Linked DNA regions of Pan troglodytes: region 2 is linked to region 1. The links are chromatin contacts, called in public Hi-C maps. All regions are on one chromosome and are shown on one strand. Each heading gives the region's core, a stretch centred on a gene start, on an enhancer-like site or on the middle of the called end of the contact. The rest is flanking DNA. Distances are from core to core; before and after follow the strand shown. Region 1 holds the start of LOC737096 (succinate--CoA ligase [GDP-forming] subunit beta, mitochondrial-like). Region 2 holds the start of TMCC3 (transmembrane and coiled-coil domain family 3).

Region 1 (5,129 bases), core at 1,669-4,168:
ATTTTTTTAAGGCCTAGCTTCAGCTCATAGTGCACCAGTTTGCAACCTCTGTTTTAACACTTCCTTGTTTTCTAGTCATTTCATGTGTTCATGTCTTACCCAACTAGAAGGTAAAATTCCCTGGAAGTAGGAACTGTGTCTTAACCTTCTTTGGTATCTTTCAAAGTGGGTACTTGGAGCTTTGCAGTGGGCAAATCACAGTTGCCCTGCTGAATACTGGATGATACCCACACACTCATAACTAATTATTAGACACTGCCATGCTGTACACAGAGCTGTGGCCAGATGGGATTAATTGTAAAATTTCAAGAATGAGAAGAGAGCTTTTGAAGTACAAAAAGAAATTCATTCTGACTAGCAGGTGGGGATGGTGTGTCAGGAGAGACGAGGGTGAAGAGGGCAGGGAGATGGGAAAGGGGCCTTATAGGCCACAAGAAGGGGAAATGGGAAATTGCCACAGGCTGTAAGCAGAGGGTGACGAGATTGGATTGGATTTTGAGATAAATCATAAAAACTAGAGCCTGGAATGCCCCTGCTAAGAGATTCAGGAAAATGCTAAATGCCGCTTGGCAACAGCTCTCCAGGGCCACGTGTGAACACAAACACACTTGTTTGTGTTCAGCGAATGAGGAGGTTGGGGACATAGGGAAGAACTAGGGGAACTCGGGGGGCTTCAACAAGAGGAGTGAGGCGAATGCACACCCCCTTCAGAGCAGGGGCTGTGTGCACATGTGTGTATGTTGCGTGTGTGCAGTTAGAGTGGGGGTGATTCTTAGGTGGGTCTAGGCAAGCTGACACCCTAAGTTGCAGACCATGGGCAGCAGATGGAGGCGACGCTAAAGTCCAGCCATCAGACCCTCCGTGCTCCCCTGGAACACCTGTAGGAAACCCTGAGAACTCCAACTTTAAAGGGATCCAAGACACTGTAGCCAGCACAGTAACCCGTGGCAACCCCTAGAGGCTGCTATAACCTCAACAATGGGGAGCGTTATACCGAAGGAACCTGCCGGTTCCCCAGACCCAAAAATGGCTGAACCTTGGTGATCACAGCACATGACCAGGAACCACCAATACACTCATGGAACTGTCCCACTGACAATGTCTAGAGGGAAAATGCCCTGTCCTCTAACACCCTTCTCTGAGGGGGAAAAAAGCCACATTAGAAGAAGTGATATGACCGAAAGACAAGCTTTCTCCAAAGGCCAATGGCCTTGGAATGTTTATTATGTGTTTTCTCTGTTTGCTCAAGTGCTATCCTTCAACACCAGGACTAGAAACAATTTCTTCAGAAATAACTAACCAGCCACAATTAGTAAAACTTCATAAAGCCTGGAGAATACTGTCATCAGAAGAGCTACATTTGGGGCAGTCTGGGGAAGGGTGAAGTGTGAGGATGGGGACCATTATCTCTAGAGGTCTAGTGATTAAGAACTGGGTGACTCTGGACAGCTGGTCCCAGGGACTTTGCACTTGTGGTGGAGGCTGAATTCATCATTCCCAATCCGGATGCTATGCAATCATCATCAAGTACTCCAATCCATCTGCATGTCTGAATATGGATGGGGGTGCTCTGCACTGTCCCCATCGGCCGCTGGGTCCTCCACTCTCTCTCTGCTCTGGATCTCTGGATCTCATCTTTCTACTTCCTCTGCAGGTGGCATCATGGGGACTGTCTGGTGACTCCCCTAAGCAACCAGCATCAGACACTAGAAACTTCCAGTCAAGTCTCCTGGTCCCTGATTCCAACCAGACGACCACATCTTCACCCCAGGATGGACTTTAGACCTCAGCAGCAGTGACAGCCATACTTCCTGTGTGACACTGGGGCAACCACGTTTCTCACAGGCCCCCAGGTGGGGCTGAGATGAGAGCAGGCCATCTGAAGGTGCACAAAATAGGCAGGATGGGATGGAGGCCAAGAACATCCCAGTGAAATGGGTGCCCCCAATTTGCATTTGGGAAAGAAGGGCTCCCACCTTTCCCAAGCCCTGCATTTCACATATTTTGCCCCTATTCTACTCTACACTCAACCCCCAACTCTCTGAGTTCCACTCCACATGACCCCACCCCCATCTTAACTTGCTGTGTCCTCACCCTACTCCACAGATCCCTGCCTCCCGTGCCTTTGCTCCAGGTGAGGCCATACACTTGGCGGAGGCCTATTTGCTGTGGCCATTTTGACCCAGGGAATGTCTGATGTGACCATTTGAAAACACTCTCCACAAAATTGCTCAAAACACTGTTTTATATTAAAAATTAAAAGCAGGCCTAAGTGAAAAAGACAAACAAGGGACAAGGGATGTGGGCCTGATGACTACTGAATGTACTACTTAGTAACAATAATTAAAAACTAAATATTTAATAGTTTGGCTTTCCCCCCAGCTACCTAAAAACAAGCAAACAAACAAAAAAACTGCCTCTCAGACTAAAATAGCTGCTTCAAGAGCGCCACATCAACACGTGATAAGTTTGCTCACATTGTTACCTTCATCTTCCTACTCCCTGTGTCAATTACGAATGGCTTATGATGCAACTAATGGCCATTATCAAAGGCATAAGGAAAGACATTTAAGACTTCACATCACAAGAAGTCTCCAGACAGATGATTCCCAGCATTGACTCAACTGCTCAATGGGGCTCACAGAGACCCAGCTCCTGTCTGGCTTTCTTCTGCCATCCTTAGCTCCTTGGCTTTTAGTTCTCATTCTCATCACTTCATGGTTACAAGATGGCTGCCACGGTTCCACGCATCACATCTTCACACAAGGCAGGAAAAAAGGGAAAGGGGCAGTAGATAAAAGGCTGTTAGAGTGCTAGGTTTCCTGTTTAAGATGGCGTCCCCCATGGTAGCGAGGCCTGGAAGCTTCTGCAAGCCCTAGCGCTGCTGCCCCGCTTCCTGGCGGCCAGGTCCCGGGCAGTTCAATTAACCTCCAGAAGATGGCTGAGCCTGCAGGAATACCAGAGCAAGAAACTGATGTCTGATAACAGAGTGAGAGTTCAAAGATTCCTTGTAGCAGACACTGCGAATGAAGCTCTCGAGGCCGCTAAGAGACTAAATGCAAAAGAAATTGTTTTAAAAGCCCAGATCTTAGCTGGAGGAAGAGGAAAAGGTGTCTTCAATAGTGGTTTGAGAGGAGGTGTTAATTTAACAAAAGACCCTAATGTTGTGGGACAGCTGGCTAAACAGATGATTGGGTACAATCTAGCGATAAAACAAACTCCAAAAGAAGGTGTGAAAGTTAACAAGGTGATGGTTGCTGAAGCCTTGGACATTTCCAGAGAAACCTACCTGGCAATTCTGATGGACCAGTCCTGCAATGGTCCCGTGCTGGTGGGCAGCCCCCAGGAGGGCATCGACATTGAAGAGGTGGCTGCTTCAAACCCAGAGCTCATTTTTAAGGAGCAAATTGACATTTTTGAAGGAATAAAGGACAGCCAAGCTCAGTGGATGGCAGAAAATCTAGGCTTCGTTGGGCCTTTGAAAAGCCAGGCTGCAGATCAAATTACGAAGCTGTATAATCTCTTCCTGAAAATTGATGCTACTCAGGTGGAAGTGAATCCCTTTGGTGAAACTCCAGAAGGACAAGTTGTCTGCTTTGATGCCAAGATAAACTTTGATGACAATGCAGAATTCCAACAAAAAGACATATTTGCTATGGACGACAAATCAGAGAATGAGCCCATTGAAAATGAAGCTGCCAAATATGATCTAAAATACATAGGACTAGATGGGAACATTGCCTGCTTTGTGAATGGTGCTGGGCTCGCCATGGCTACTTGTGATATCATTTTCCTTAATGGTGGGAAGCCAGCCAACTTCTTGGATCTTGGAGGTGGTGTAAAGGAAGCTCAAGTATATCAAGCATTCAAATTGCTCACAGCTGATCCTAAGGTTGAAGCCATCCTTGTCAATATTTTTGGTGGTATCGTCAACTGTGCCATCATTGCCAATGGGATCACCAAAGCCTGCCAGGAGCTAGAACTCAAGGTGCCCCTTGTGATTTGGCTTGAAGGAACCAACGTCCAAGAGGCCCAGAAAATACCCAACAACAGCAGACTCCCCATTACTTCAGCCGTTGACCTGGAGGATGCAGCCAAGAAGGCTGTGGCCAGTGTGGCCAAGAAGTGATGTCTTTGTCCTGATCCGATGGAGAAACAAAGCCATTTTTCCATAAAAAGGGATGGTTCATCATTGTGAAAGAAATGGTTATCTCGTTGGGGAGGAAAAAGGGGGGGGGGTAAAGGCAAGAATCACTGAAAAATCTTAAATCTGTGTTTTCTGGAATAAGCTATCTAGACAGCCTAAATCTGATTTTAGTCTTTATAAAAATAATATCTCGTATTCTCATACTTTTCTGTCACTGTAAGCCTGCCCAGTAGGCAGTGTTTTGCAGACTTTGGGGAGCGGTCTATGTGGCCAAATATTGTGTGTATAGACAGAATTTGAAATCGGGTCCTGCTTCATTTACAAGAATTTTGGTGGGCATCTAATCCTACATAATGAAAAAGAAGAACAGACCATTTAAAAACTCAGACAAGATTATATTTAATATATTAATTACTAAAAAGGCACAAGATTACACTGAACATTAGCTACTAAAAAGGCACTGCCAAGACATTCAAACAAATAGCTATTACACACTGCAGCAGATTTTACAGGTTTCTAATTCCAACATACGTTTGAAAAATCCATGAGTGTTCCAAAATATATTTAATAATGGAAGGTCTGCATTAATATACCATCCATGTGTTTTTACCATTTGGTTTAATATTGAATATACTGTTTACCTCACACTAAAAATAAAACCAGAAACCTTATTTGTGACTTTGGAGTGGAAGCTTCCATTTTTGGGTCAAAAATGAATCCTGATTCTTATGGAAATCTCTGTTATTAAGTCATTTCAAGATGAGACAACACTGAAGATCAAATTGTGTTGGGTACCAGTGTCTTCTCTCCTCGTTTATCTCTTACACCTCATCCTCCCAGGATCTACCAGTTTATGGTAGAAAGATGGGAACCTTATCTGAATGTTTTTTTTTTCCATGATGTCCAATTTTGTTGTGGGAAAGGATTTGGATAAAGTTTTTGTTTAAATTTTGGTAGATTTTTATCTATACAAGTTTAAATA
Region 2 (5,129 bases), core at 1,615-4,114, 330 kb after region 1:
TCACAGTTCAGGAGGCTGGAAAGTCCAAGATCACGGCCCCAGCAGATTCAGCGTCTGGTGAGGGCCCAAGTTCTGGTTCAGAGATAGTGTCTTCTCACATCATGGAAGGGACAAGGAAGCTCTCTGAGGCCTCCTTTATAAGGTTCTGCCCTTGTAACCTGATCACCTCCCAAAGACCCACCTCTTAATACCATCACCTTGAGGGTTAGGATTTCAACATATGAACTGCGGGGACAACAAACATTCAGACCACAGCTTCTCTCTTCAGAGCAACCCAAATACTGGGCATCTTCTGTGCTCCTACTCTGTACATTCCCTACACACCTTCTCTTTCATTCAAGGACACCAAAGGAAAGTAATTACTTTTGATTCTAATAGTGTGTCTGCACACTCTCTCTCTGCAGTTACTGATCTGCCACAGTTGAAGGGCTGCCACATGCATCTGCCAAACTGCCAAATTATATGCTTCTCCAGAACCAGACAGGGTCTGGGGCAGAAACAAAAAGTTTGTAGGCAACAGAGTGTAATGTCAAGAGCCAGGGCTTTGGAGTCCAGCAAACCTGGGCACAAATCCTGCTCTATTTTCTTCATAGCACTCATCACTATCTGAAACTACATTATTTGTACATTTGTTTACTACTTTATTATCTGATTTCTCAGTTTGAATGCGGCCTCCAAGAGAACAAGGCTTTTGTATGTCATGTTCCTCACAGTATTCCTAGAGCTCAGAACAGCGCCTGCACATAGTAGGTGCTTAATACACGTCTTACGGAGGTGGGGGCTGAGTATTTAAAATGCAGATTGCCGAGCTCCAGTTTCAGAGATTCTAACTCATTAGGTTTGAAACACAGCCTAGGAATCTGCATCTGCAGCAAGCATCCATCTCTTTCATCCTAAGGCAGGTAGTAGGCAGATCACATGTTAAGATACTCTGGTCAATGCCCTCCATCTCCAAATCGTGATTCTCCCTCTAACACGCATTTCTACGGATCCCATCCAGGCTCTTTTCTTTAATTACCCTGAGGCACTGAGGGTAAAAGGAGGTTGCTGACCCCTGAATTTGGAGTTCAAACAAGTAACCTCACCACGGCCAGTTTCCATTTCTGCTGCATGCCAAACTAGCTGGCCAGCCTGGCTGGAATCCTGTTCTCCCCAGAAACACCTGAGCAGGTCTGGACTAGCTCCAAAAGTATAAGCCAGGTAAATTTCCGTGTCAGCTCATTGAGAGACTTTCCAGGGGCAGCTGGGGCCAATTCACATTTGCTCTATACTCCCTCCAAAGACACCCCCTTCAACACACACACACAGAACACTTAATTCTGGTACCACCAGCAAAAAGAGGCCCGAGTTCCCTTGGGAGCAGCCCAGCCGCTGAGAGGCGGAAATCTCTAAAAGGGCCACTCAGATGACCAAAGCAATAGGCGCCTACGTACCTTGCAACAAGCCAACCTCAAGTTCCAACCTAGAGAAATGCATGGACTCTGGTGGGAGAGTCTTATTCCGTTTTTGTTTTCTTCTCTTTTTTTTGTTTTGTTTTGGTTTGGTTTTCTTCCATTTCTTCTCAGCCTTGTCTCTTCAGGAAATACCCCTCCACCCCTTCCTTGGCGCGTAAACTGTCTTCAGGGTGGCCTTAGGAGTTCTGGGACAATGTGGAGGGTACCCAATAGGATTTCCTTAAGTTTCCTCTACTGCTTTTCCACACATATTAATGCTGAGATCCTGTATTTGATTAAAGCACCTTCCATTTCCAAAGTTAAAATACAAACGGGTCTAGTAACTTACAAAGTCGCCAGCATCTTCATGTCAATTAACTTCCCCAGACAAGTAAGAACGAGCTGCACTAGGGCCTGCGCTCTCTCCGGGGCTAACAACAAGCAGCACCAGTCCCCCAAGCTGTCCCTGGAGGTGGAAGAGCCACTGCAGCTGAGCCTGTTTATTTTTCGTTTTTCCACAGGCAGCCTTGGCTGGAGGGTGGGGGTGAGCGCGGGCTCCCTGGCACCTGCCGGTAAAGCAGCAGCCGCAGCCCCCGAGGGCGCCCCAGGCCAGGAGCTGCGCGCCGTCGGCGGGCCGTGCCTGGAGGAGACTCGCGCCTTCCAAATGCCGGAGTGCAGGCATCCTTCCTCTCCCCAACCCCAGCCCCGGCCTCGACCTGTCGCCCACCTGGCCCGGACCTGGGGCTGGCTCCGTCTCTGGGGTGTGCGCCAAGGGAGCCCCACCGACGCCCAGCAGAGCTGCCCGGGCTCCCAAAGAAGGACCGGGGCTTTGGGCAGAATTCTGGCAGCCAGGCGGGCGTCAGGGGAGCCGGAGAAGGGGCTCGCCAGCAGGCGTGGGGCGGAGTGCCGGGCGCAGCCCACCTCGCAAGCGCGGGCCCAGGGCTCCGACGTGCGAGCGCAGCCCCGAAGAGTGCGGGCCCGGGGTCCCCGCGGCGCCCCTTCCCCTCCTCAGTCCCCCGGGGGCGACCGCGCTCCCCGCCGAGGTCCGTCCCCGCCGCACCCTCACTATTCCCGCTGGGAGGACCCCGGCGCACGCCCCCGCCCCCGCACCCCGGGGCGACGGCGCACTCACCCTCCGCATGGTGTCTGGGCCGTCCGGGCGGGGCTCGGCGACTTGGGCGCGAGAAGGGCTGGGCGGGCGGCGACGCTCGGCCGGCCGGGAGCTCCGCGCTGCCCGCTCCTGCACACGCCTGCGCCGCGGCCGCCAAGCCGGCGGGGGCGGGGCGGGGTAGCGCTGGCCGCGGGGTCCCCGGGGCTCTCCCGGGCTGCGGCGGAGGCGCGGAGCCGGCCAAGGGCGCACTGAGCTCGCGGAGCTCCGGGGCCCCGGGGCCTTTCTGCCGCCGTCGCAGCGTCCCCGCCTCCTCGGGCCGCTTCGCCCCTCTCCTCTTCCTCGAGTTCCGGCCCCACCAGGAGCGGAGCGAGTCTCCAGAACTGAGCTGGAGAAGCTTTGGGGTGAAAGCTGGGCCCACCCTACAGGGACCCCAAGTTTGCGGAGCAAGAGTGGATTGGCGGAGAGCGCAGATGGCAATTCTCACCCGCCTTAAAAGTACCACCTTAAAATTCTCCCCATGGGATGGGAAGGTGGCCCGCTAATGTCCGTTCCTACTCTTCGTTTTCTTTTTAATTTTTCAGACAGGGTCTCGCTCTGTCCCCCAGGCTGAGCGCAGGGGCGCGATTTCGGCTCACTGCAGCCTTGCGATTCTCCCAGGCTCAAGCGATCCTCCCGCCTCAGCCTCCCCAGTAGCTGGGACCACAGGCGAGTGCTCCACTACGCCCGGCTAATTTTTGTATTTTTATTCTTTTGTAGAGACTGGTGTCTCGCCATTTTGCCCAGGCTGGTCTCGAACTCCTGGCCTCAAGCGATCCTGCAGCCTCGGCCTCCCAAAGTGCTGGGATGAGAGGTGTGAGCCAGTGCGTCGGCCCTTTACCATTCTTTAGATTCTGCGATTGTTTTTTGAAAGTCCTGAGCATTCATAAAGCTTTCCGAGGAGGGATGGGAAGAGAGTTAAGAGTGGTAAACAGCAGATCCACCCGGGGCTGGAGGAAACATCGTGGAACAGAGACCGTCTGGTCTCATTCAGGTGAAGGAGCTCGGCAGGGGAAGAGGTCAGCATCCCCATTCCAGCGAAACCCACGGGTTTTCCTAGCAGTCCCCTGTGTGCACAGCTTTCTCTTCACAATCGACCTCCACCCCAACTTTTCCAAACAACACGGGAGCCCATCCCCAAATGCTAATGCTTCTGGGGGAAAAAAATGAGAAGGGGGAAAAATGTATTCCCCAGATCATGAAAACGCTGCACACCCTTGAGCTCAGAATGCAGGATCTAAATCCGCAAGAACAGGATGGAATGATGTGGGAAGGTCTTCCAGGAAGAAAGCTGATTTTATTCTGCTTCGACTGCTGAACAAAGTAAATCAAATAGCACGGAACTCAAGGCAGCCTGAATTTTGTGTAGAAAAAAAATATCTCTTGTTTGTCAAAGGATCCTTTGAAAAGCATCCAAGGACGCTTGTGTTTCCAAAGCGGCTGTGACAGGTATGCAGGCAGACAGCAGTGGGAATGCAAAGGCTTGTGCCGGGTAAACACTTCTCATGAGTGTTTCAGCTTTGGCATTGCCTTTATGCCAGTTATTCTGGCAGATCACCACTGCCAAAGAAATACCTTTATAATTTTCTAACATTGATTGTCAGCAGCACTATAGAGACCGTAATATTACACGAAGTACCTTAATGATCTAATGAATAAAAACATTTTGTCTGGATTTCTCTTTGGTGCCTATCAGCACAGATAGGGGGAGGAGTGACTGATGTGTGAGGGGGAAATGTAAGAAACGACAATTAATGACACTTGCTATGTCCCTTTTTTACTTTATCTTATGATCTGTATACAGTGGGTTTTTTCCTCCCTGGATATAATCTCTTCTGATTGAGCTTTTATGTTTTTGCCTTTCTTTGGGAAAATAACAATGTTAGTAAGTGTACTTCTGAGCCATACCTGTCTTATCATTTCAATCCACACAACTCTATGAAGTACGTACTGTGATATTATGGTTTTTTAGAGGGAGATACTCGAGCTCAGAGAGGGCAGGTCATTTGCCCAAGATCATACAGCTTGTTAGTGGCACAGCCTGGATTTCAACTCAGGCAGTCTGACACGAGGACCCTCTCACTTAATGCCCATGCAATACTGCCCTCCTCTGCTTCATAGAAAAGGTGCAACTGTGTAAAGGTGTTCCTGGAAGTAAAAACGTGAGCTTTTGTCATAGATTAGTCACTTGACATCTCAGAGCCTTAGCTTCCTCATCTGTAAAATGACAACTTGGACTAAATAGATGCATTAAAGGCCTAGCCAGAAGTAAAGTTCAAGATTTAGAGTATTACTATGTGAGTATTAGAGTATCAGTATTCTTGCTCAGCATTGTAAGAAATCTTAACCTGGAGATACAGTGTTAGCCACTTCATTGGTTTGTGTGATCTCACCACAGCGCCTTGTTTTAACACTACTTGTGCTGCTTTCTACAACATCACCTCTTCCTGCTCCTTCTAATTAATACTCTTTGCTTTGCAAATGTGATATCTAATCAATTTGATGTTCTTTTTTTTTTTTTCTTTTCTTTGAGACGGAGTCTTGCTCTG

The links. A called contact is a pair of places that touch in the nucleus more often than the background predicts.
Region 2: a Hi-C map of induced pluripotent stem cells shows a contact between it and region 1, with 2.8 times the contacts expected there. The contact joins the promoter of TMCC3 here to the promoter of LOC737096 in region 1. A contact is called at or near these places in 2 of 7 Hi-C or Micro-C datasets (induced pluripotent stem cells and stem cell-derived neural progenitor cells) and 1 of 1 other capture datasets (stem cell-derived neural stem cells).

What each region holds. Positions count from the first base shown.
Region 1 is chr10:101,381,062-101,386,190 of NHGRI_mPanTro3-v2.0_pri, forward strand. It overlaps LOC737096 (succinate--CoA ligase [GDP-forming] subunit beta, mitochondrial-like), which reads left to right and starts at 2,919. Exons shown (of 1, transcript XM_054664613.2): 1 at 2,919-4,155. The coding sequence starts at 2,975. The coding sequence ends at 4,129.
Region 2 is chr10:101,708,823-101,713,951 of NHGRI_mPanTro3-v2.0_pri, forward strand. TMCC3 (transmembrane and coiled-coil domain family 3) reads right to left here and starts at 2,865. Exons shown (of 4, transcript XM_009426008.5): 1 at 2,566-2,865. The coding sequence starts at 2,574.